Regions from separate parts of the Mus musculus genome. Here region 2 is linked to region 1. The links are chromatin contacts, called in public Hi-C maps. All regions are on one chromosome and are shown on one strand. Each heading gives the region's core, a stretch centred on a gene start, on an enhancer-like site or on the middle of the called end of the contact. The rest is flanking DNA. Distances are from core to core; before and after follow the strand shown.

Region 1 (4,282 bases), core at 636-3,135:
AGATAACACAGCTACTTCGACAATAATGCAAGGTAATGCATGGGCCTCCTGGGCTACGTAGTGAGTTCCAGGCCAGCCTGGCAACCTAGTGAGATGCCATCTCAAGTCAAATGAGGCCTGATGATATTGCTCAGTGGTAGCATACGTGAGGTCCCAAGTTCAACCTCACTTCCATGAAACCAAAACCAACCAAGCCAATTCAAACCCTAAGCATTTGAGTGTGTTTTCCTGTTTTACATCTAATGGCAATGTCTTTTTCATACATAATCAAACAAGTGACTGTAGTATGTGACCACTTTATAACCTTTAGAAGGGAACTGGACCACTAAAGGATTTGAGGTTCTATGTTTGGGTTGTTACTGGCAATGCCCATTCAAAATGGTTTATGGACACAGAAAGTGCCTGCCTGTTCCTAGTGGAGTGTGAATGGTGGCAGGCTATCCTGGGAAGACCTTCGGCTATTTCCTACTCTCAACAGTGTCCACTTGGACAAGAACAGCATACCAAATTGTGATTTAAGATGTTACTGGGTAAGTGGGAGGATGATTCTATCAAGGATGGGTAGAGGTTCCAATCCGGCTGGCCACAGGAAAGCACCTAGTGGCCAGAGGGCTTGAGCAGAGAGCTTCTGGGTAACGCAGGGAAGTAAGTGGATGGGGCCAGCTTGCTGAGGTGTCAAAGTAAATACAGAACTGAAGCCTGCCTAAGAGGGGAAACGAAAGTTAGAAAGTTAAATGCTGACGTTTCTACCGAGGACAAACTAAAGCAGAGAGGTGGGTGACAAGGGGGCGGGGGACACAAACAGTAATTTGAGGTTCTTTATGTTCGATGGAAGAAAACCGTCATGAGTAATCTTTTCCCTAAATACAAGAAGAGTCACACACTCCCAACAACACTGCTGGGTAAGAATAACAGTTTCTCTTCTCACTTCCCATTAATCTCTCCCACAGCTCAGCCTTGAAGCAACCAAGGCCACAGCACCGTGGAAACCCCCTTACCAGGAGCCCACAAGGAGGCTCCCGGCACGTGTACAGCTGGGCGGCAGGTTACAGAGAGCACTTGGCAGCTAACCAACAGTGACCCTGACGCTGCAAGCTACCTGCTCCAGGACACTCAGTAAATCGATCAGCTTGACTGCACTTCCATTAGCCTATGGAGAAGGTGGGCAGCTCACTGAGCCAGAGAGAGGCTGGCTACATTGCGGGTGCTGCATGTCAAATCCCTCAGCTATTTCTTTTTTAATTCAACGGTGTAAAAGGGCTGGGACATAGCATATGCTTTGGAATTCTAACTGAGAAAAAAAGAGCCTACTTCCTTCAAGGGCCCTAAAGCCCCTATGTTGAGGAATGGAACAGAGCAGGTACCTGGAGGTAACGCTGAGGTGATGGAGATAATTTAATTGACTAAACAGTCATTTATGAAGCACTTCTCTGCACTTAGTGCTGTTCAGAGCATTTCAGAAGCATCAGTTCATTTAACTGCATGCTCGTATAACATTTGAGATGGAAGTGCACGTTAGAAGATGGAGGAGACCTGATGCGTCCCAGGGAAGTACCCCACACTTGTACGGTGAGAGCAACAAGTAGAGCTGAGATCTGAATCCAGGCAATCCGATGCCAGATTCTGTTTTCTTACCCAGGCACTTTCCATCCACACTCAGAATTAAGACTGGCTTTCAAAAAGACGGAGGAAACCAACTCCTTCCCACCCAACACTGAGATCCTTGGCCCAGGCAAGTTATCAGCAGATTGAAGATAGGAAAAAAAATCTGCAGATCTCAGGGAGACAGATTTATGGCTAGGAAGAGGAGGGAGGGGCAGGTGGAACGATACTTTGCATGTGTCTGGGAAGAAAGCGCTGCTTTCACAGGCTGCTCAGCGACACTTGCTCTTGACTCTCTGCCCAACTCCCAGCTGTGGGTGGGTCCAAGGCTGCTGAGAGGGGAGGGATGTGTAGGATTTGTTTCGTTGTCAGTTCTGGCAATTTGACTCAACAAAGAAAGAATATATATGTTAATGATTAGGAAGAAGAGAAGGATGGGAAGAGAGGAAGGGAGAGAGGGGGAGATGGGAGGGAGACAGAGAGAGCTCCTTATGATATTATTAGCCTCTGTGTGCCAATGTGTCATGAGAACCATTTAACTATGACCAGCGTTCATCACGGTGAGAATTTTGTATGGAGGAACTGAATTGCTATGAATGAGAAAATCACTAAGACCCCCACTCCCTTCTTTCCTCAGAGGCGAGATCAAGTTCATGGGCTCACACATAACCTTCAGTGATACATCCAGACTCTTAAATTCTCATAATTTCTTCAATTCCACGTTCAAATTGGCCACCACATTCATCAGGTCATCCTAACCTCATGCCCAACTTTCTGAGTTATGCATAAACTAATGAGAAAGCTGACCAGGAGTCAGGGGCCGGGATTTCCTTCCTACATAAGCTGCTAATGAGCGTGGGATTCTAGGCAACCCACTTCATTTCTCTGTTGCTCAATGGCTCCATCTGTAAAATATGGGGCTGAAGAGTATGTGATCAACAAGTTCCTGCATGGCTTAACATAGCCAGCACGCACTACTGAATTTGAACCTCAACTACCAAACAATACAGACAGCCAGGATGCTATTTCTTTTGCTATAAAACTACTCCACACTCGTGATCAAGATCTTAAGATTCTGTAGCTTTTCGAAGGCTCTTCTGAGTCATGGAAGGGAGATTAGTGTTATGTTCTAATTCTTTGCAAAGTTGTCAGCCAGCCATGGCAATGCTAAACCTAACAGCTTGCCCCTTTAAAAAAGCCCTTAACTGCTTTTTGTGTGTCTCCTAACTCACAGGAGCCCTGCAGTTGGCTGGGTTCTCATTTCAGTTTAATTGAAATTGAATGATCTGAGTTGGTAGACATTGTTTGAGCATTATTATGCTCAAGTTCCTTTAATTTGTGCGTGTGTGTGTGTGTGTGTGTGTGTGTGTGTGTGTGTGGTGTTTGCACTGGAACTCATACAAATTCAAGTGTTCTATTACTGAGCCAAACCCTAACTCCCAACTCAAGGCTTCTCAACACTTTAGCCATTGGTGAAAATATCCTTCCATGTTAAACTCTTCATATTTACAAGAACTTGCTCTGGACCCCATGCACTGGAAGGCAGAGTCCAGAATGTGAGAGGCAGACGCCACAGCAATGCTCTGATTCAACCCTGGTCCCCATAACTTATTAGGAAACCAAGGCCTGGAAAAGCTAAGCCATACCACGCCTGGTCAACCTACACCAGAGATCCATGTGACCTCATCTCCTGACTCAATGACAGCAACTTTATGACCCTTGACCCAGTCATGTCTAGTGACTAGTTCCTTGATTGCTTGGCTATCCTGCCTTAAAACAAGCAGCCCGTATCTACAGTTTGCAGATCTCTCCGCATCTCTGTCCCGTACTATCTGTACTATCTGACAACACAGGAGCATGACTCAAGTTTTCCCCTGCCAGGGCAATGAGGCGGACAGGCAGTGAACACTTAAATCAAACCAAATCACAATGATGACTATGGCTCTTGCTCTAACAGGTGAGATCATTCCGGCCCACAGAACTGGAAGAGGTAATGCTTGTGCTGTTGGCTCCTTCATCCACTTAGGGATTCCACATCTGCAATACTAATTCTCAAATAGATTAATAATAGCAGCAAACACAAGCACTTACTGCAGGTCAGGAGACGCTGTATATATGCCATCCCCATAATTCTCTTAACCCCCTAAGACAATAATGAGCAGTGCAGCACAGAGAAGTTCAGTGACTGGATAAAGTCACATAGTCAGAAAATGGAACCAAGTGGTCTGATCTGATACAACCAAAGCTCACAATTATTATACACACCTGCCTCTCTCTATGCGACCGTTTCGTACTTTGGTAGAAGAGAAAGGTACATTAACAATTTAATAAAACTTGCATGGTGATGTTGTAGCTCTCAGCACCAGTGTGGAACTTGTATTTTCTACCTGTGTGACCTTGTGCAAGTTACTTAGCCTCTCTGTCTCTATTTGGCCTGACTGAAAAACATGGAAAATTTTCCAGCTGCAAAGCACCAGAGTCACATATGGCATGTTTATAACTTTTTTAGCAACATGAAAAACCAATGCTTGGTACTGAGAAAGCATTTCCTAAGAACTCGCCCCTGTGTTCTATGCTGACATTAATGGTGACACCTTTGCTTGCACATAGAAACCTGGTATTAGGAATAATCCCACTGTAAGAATGTCAATTTCATCACTCTTGCGTGCTGCACGCCACC
Region 2 (4,461 bases), core at 496-2,995, 170 kb before region 1:
TCTTTTTTTTTAGACAGGGTTTCTCTGTGTAGCCCTGGCTGTCCTGGAACTCACTTTGTAGACCAGGCTGGCCTTGAACTCAGAAATCCGCCTGCCTCTGCCTCCCGAGTGCTGGGATTAAAGGCGTGCGCTACCATGGCCAGCTTAAGTTTGGCCATTCTTATAGGGATGTCTTGCTGGAGAAAGCTTCTCTTCATCTTCCTTCATCTGACACTCTTATGATTTCATCTTAATTCAGGAAGGACTGTTTTTGTTGGATACTGGCCTTTCTGACTTGTCTGACATTTGTAAATTTGGTTGTGAAGCAGAACTCACAAAGTTCCTGCTTTAGAGATGAATATTGACAGGTGACACATTTTGAAAACGTGGGATTTATGAGGACAGTAGAGCAGGATTGTTAATAAGCCCGCAACACCAAGGTCCAGAAAGCCACCCACCCAAGGTCACGGTGGACATCAAGGACAGAACTCACTTTCCAGACTGCTCAGTCAGCAACAGTGTGTCCTGGCAGGCACGGCAGCTGCTCACCACCACTGTGTTTCATGGCTATGGAACCCAGAATGATAGTCAAGGGCACCCTAAGGACCCGAGGACTCATGGTGAGGGAAGGGGCACCATCCATCGTGTCTTACAGCGCAGAAAGTTCTTTCGTGCTGCCATTTGTCAGTTACAGAACCTTGGATTCAGAAGATGTTAAATACTTGTTGATTTGAACAAAGCACTATGGCTTGCTTATATATTTGTGCTTTGTGCTTGTGAAAAGACAAGGATTTTTCTTTGTGAAAAGGAGATTTTTTTTTCCAGTCGCCATCTCAAAGTGGCTGAGTTCGCAGGAGACAGACCACACGGGAGAAAGAATCTATCTGTACCTGTCTGGAGCCTTTCATAAACACAGGACAAGGAAGGAAACGGTGCCGTTCAATTGTGGCCACCAGGTGGCGCTACACACACGCTGTCGAGTCCAATTTTCTAGTCCTTGAGGATTTTTTTATTTACCAAAAGCAGGTGTGTGTGTGTGTTTGTGTGTGTGTGTTTGTGTGTGTGTGTGTGTGTGTGTGTGTGTGTGTGTGTGTTTAAAAACTCCACAGGTCCTGAACGTCTGTGCAGAATAGTAGAGATGAATGTAAGTGGGAAACTCCCAAAGAACTTTAGCTATCTAGTTGTGTAGCAGATAATCCTCTAATAAGTGGAGAGAATCAGGAGTCTGGCACAAGAAAGCGCTGGCATTCTAGGCTCACACTCCTCCAGGACTTGGGCTCCAGGGTTGGCAGGTCACTTGTGTGGACCCTGTTTCTACTTTACATCTTTGGGAGAATGGCGATTTCCACTTTTACTTAGGAAGCCTTTTCCTTCTAAACTTGTTTCATTTATTGAATTTTTTTTCCCCTTCCAGGACAGCCTGGAGGTTTCGAAGGAGGGATTAGACAAGGCCATGTCCGGTAGTTCCTTTTGGGGAGAGCTCTGGAACACCTAGTCTTATCCATCCCTCTGAAGGAAACTTGTGTAGGCACATCCGTGCTTCTCCGCATCCTGAATCTCCTGGTCTATTTAGCAAATTTGCTCTGAGGAGGAGAAAACCCAAACCCCACGCTTCCATCCCCAGAGCCCTTTCTTGGTACCACAAGAAACAAGTGAGTGTTGGCTCTCTGCCACTTTGATTGTAAGCCAGGGACCACTGCACCCGGATGCCCAGCAGTGATGACTGCTGAGGTTGCCAGCCCTGGGTACGCATTAGTGGCTGGGCCCGACTCCCGAAGTTTCTGCTGCGGATGCCGCTGGCCTGGAGACCAAACTTTGATGATCGCAGGGCAGAGAGCTGGTGGGGGAGAATCTGCAGCCAGAAAGAGCTGATGGTAGCGGCTTCGCTGAGCTTTTTCTCCGGGGGGGGGGGGTTGTTGTTCATTCAAGGATCGCAAATCACTGCGGAGTGCCTGTCCTCCGAGAGTACTGTACAGCGTTCTTTCTAGACCAGTGCCTCCGGACTTAGCATTGCAGTGGGATGAATACGAGCTGACTCTGGCTTCCCGGAGAGCCTGGTTTAATGGTTTCAGAGTGTAGTCTGGGCATTGGTAGCCTTAGAAGCTCCCTTAGTGGGTACACCTGAAATTCCGGTCCTCGGGAGCTGGAGGCAGCAGGATGGTAAATATAAGCCTGGTCTGGACGATATAGGGAAAGACCGTGTCACAAGCAAACAAGGCCGTTAGGTGAGCCTGGGCTGAAAATTACAGTTCTAACTCGTACTGTCCGTGCACTCTTCCATTTGTTGTTTGCTTATTGCCTATTGTCTTGAACTTTAAACTATTGACCCTCCCACCTGCATCTTCTGAGTGCACATGGCTCACAGGTGTGCACCGCCGTGTCCAGTTTATGCCGTGTTGGGGATGAAGCCCAAGGGTTTGTGGGTGCCTGTCAAACATCCCACCAACTCCAGCCCCAGCCCCCTTTCTCACATTTATTATATCTGAAATCTCACTGGGAACCCAGGTTTAACTTTCAAGATCTAGTTCAAATATTCCCTCCTGAGAGACTTGCCTCCCTCCCACTCCTCGCCATTAATTGCTGCCTTTTCTGTCTCTAGAAGTATTTTGGACACACTTGACTTATCACCTCTTTTTCACTGGATTGCAGTTATTGACATCCATACCTTCGCTTAGCAGTCAATGGTCCACCTCTCAGGGGTTTTAGTAATTTGTGACAGGATAAATCCGGTATGGGGGGCATGCAGTTAAGCATGCGTGGGACTCTGGCTAAGGCTGTTTATTCACCGTAGTTCTGCACAGCAGTTTGAGTGGGTACCCAGTGTACCAGACTCCAGCGGGTACTGGAGAACACAAGGGAGAATTTATCCTGGAGGTGGGTTCTTGTTCAAAACCACCCTGGGAGCCACTCTCAGAGAGACAGGCTTGGCTGCAAGAGCCCAGGCACCCACTACAGTCAGGATTATGTACACACCGTTGCTTGTCTTTCAAGAACCAGTTTTTGTCTCTCGCTCCAGCCATATCCATGCTTGGATTGTCGTTGGTTGCCTGCACACACATCGCCATTGCTGAGTCACATCTTGCTCTTCCCCCACAGTGCCCTCCTCGCTCTTGCTTGGCTGGCTAAAAGCCATGGCCTATGTAGTAGCTTCCTGGGCCTCCAAGGCTGAGCGCCGTCTCTTCATATTCTTTTAACAATTTACGCGTACAGTGTAACTCTCTCCAAAAGTTTATGTGTTGAAACCCCACAGATTTATGCTGATGGGGTTTTGAGGTAAGTCCTCAGTGCTAATTAGGAGTAGGTGACATCCTAGGGGACTGGAACCCTGACAGTGGGATTAGTGACTTTGTAGGAAGAGATGGTGTCTATGTTTACCACATGGCAGTCTTTATGGTGTCGCAGGGCAGTAGGTATGCATTACGCACATTCAGCATCCGATACGGTATTTGATATTACGAAGCATCCTTACTTACTAGACGGTGTCACTCTCTTTGACTACCCAGTCTGTGTGGCCATGCACCAAATCAACTTCTATCTCTTATAAATTACCGGATCTCAGGTATTTTGTTATAGAAATCAAAAACAGGTTGAGACAGAATCTATCAGAAGGTATAAATACCTTATCCTTATTTTATGTAAGCCTTGCACACATTTGATGCTTCATAAGTGTTGAGCTGAGATGTTTACACACTCATTCTCATTTTCCCTAACATTCACATACAAGACACATGCCCACAGTTCACATCTCTGGTGTCACACTTACCTCTCTCTTGACACATGCTGATTCGTCACCCATATGGTTATGGCTTAAGACTGGTGGGACGCATTTTCCTGGGGGTAGTCAGAACCTGAATGGGAGGGAGACAGAGTTAGAGACACTCCCACCTACCACCTGGGTGCTAATGTGGCTAGGTCTAAGTAGAGGGGTGTGGACCTACTATAGTCTAGGCCAGTGGTAGGTGCTTTTAAAATTATGCCTTGGCTTCTCACAGCATTCTTGTCATTAGATGTTGTATCCTTATGCTGTGATTGGCTTAAAAAAGTGATTTGTTGTGTGGATATAAGGAGCAAAGCCACGCTACTTTCTCATTGCTTTCCATGTCTCTTTCTGCTGTTGGAGCTGTGTGTATCTTGAAGGTGTGTGCTTGGTCTTAGTAATGGTTTTACGCTCTATTTTATTTGAAGTATATGTGTGTTTTGTCTGTGCATCATGCAGATTCCTTTACTTCTGACTTATCTGATCTTAAGTATTTTATTATAGAAATAGAACACAGGTTGAGCAGTATCTTTATCAGAAGGTAGAGGCCCACAGAGGTCAGAAGAGGGTTCTGGTTCTTGGAACTGGAGTTATAAAAGGTTGTTAGTTGCCATGTGGGTGCTGGGATTCAAACCCTGATGCTCTGGAAAAGCAGCTGGTGGTGTTCTTAACTGCTGAGCCATCTCTCCAGCCCCGGCCTCAGATACTGACACAGAGCCGGGGGT

The links. A called contact is a pair of places that touch in the nucleus more often than the background predicts.
Region 2: a contact with region 1 is called in a Hi-C map of cerebral cortex, with 4 times the contacts expected there. The contact joins two enhancer-like sites. A contact is called at or near these places in 1 of 39 promoter capture datasets (liver), 8 of 484 Hi-C or Micro-C datasets (the Ba/F3 cell line, the HL-1 cell line, Sertoli cells and 5 more), 1 of 115 datasets of contacts at active chromatin or transcription factors (CD8 T cells) and 4 of 9 other capture datasets (adipose tissue, liver, macrophages and 1 more).

The regions. Positions count from the first base shown.
Region 1 is chr6:134,217,079-134,221,360 of GRCm38.p6, reverse strand. The region is part of intron 2 of Etv6 (ets variant 6); the gene reads right to left. It overlaps Gm38908 (a long non-coding RNA gene), which reads left to right. Exons shown (of 3, transcript XR_869493.3): 2 at 951-1,161; 3 at 1,640-4,282. Among named protein-coding and RNA genes, the nearest start is that of Gm38908, 3.6 kb to the left of the region's middle. Within about 2 kb of position 1,885, at least 30 of the 459 cell types and tissues checked have an H3K27ac peak or open chromatin away from gene starts, as enhancers often do. A contact at or near this core is called in cerebral cortex and cortical neurons, where this site is marked.
Region 2 is chr6:134,386,150-134,390,610 of GRCm38.p6, reverse strand. All of the region lies in intron 3 of 4933406J09Rik (RIKEN cDNA 4933406J09 gene), which reads left to right. Among named protein-coding and RNA genes, the nearest start is that of Bcl2l14, 7.9 kb to the left of the region's middle. Within about 2 kb of position 1,745, at least 19 of the 459 cell types and tissues checked have an H3K27ac peak or open chromatin away from gene starts, as enhancers often do. A contact at or near this core is called in cerebral cortex and cortical neurons, where this site is marked.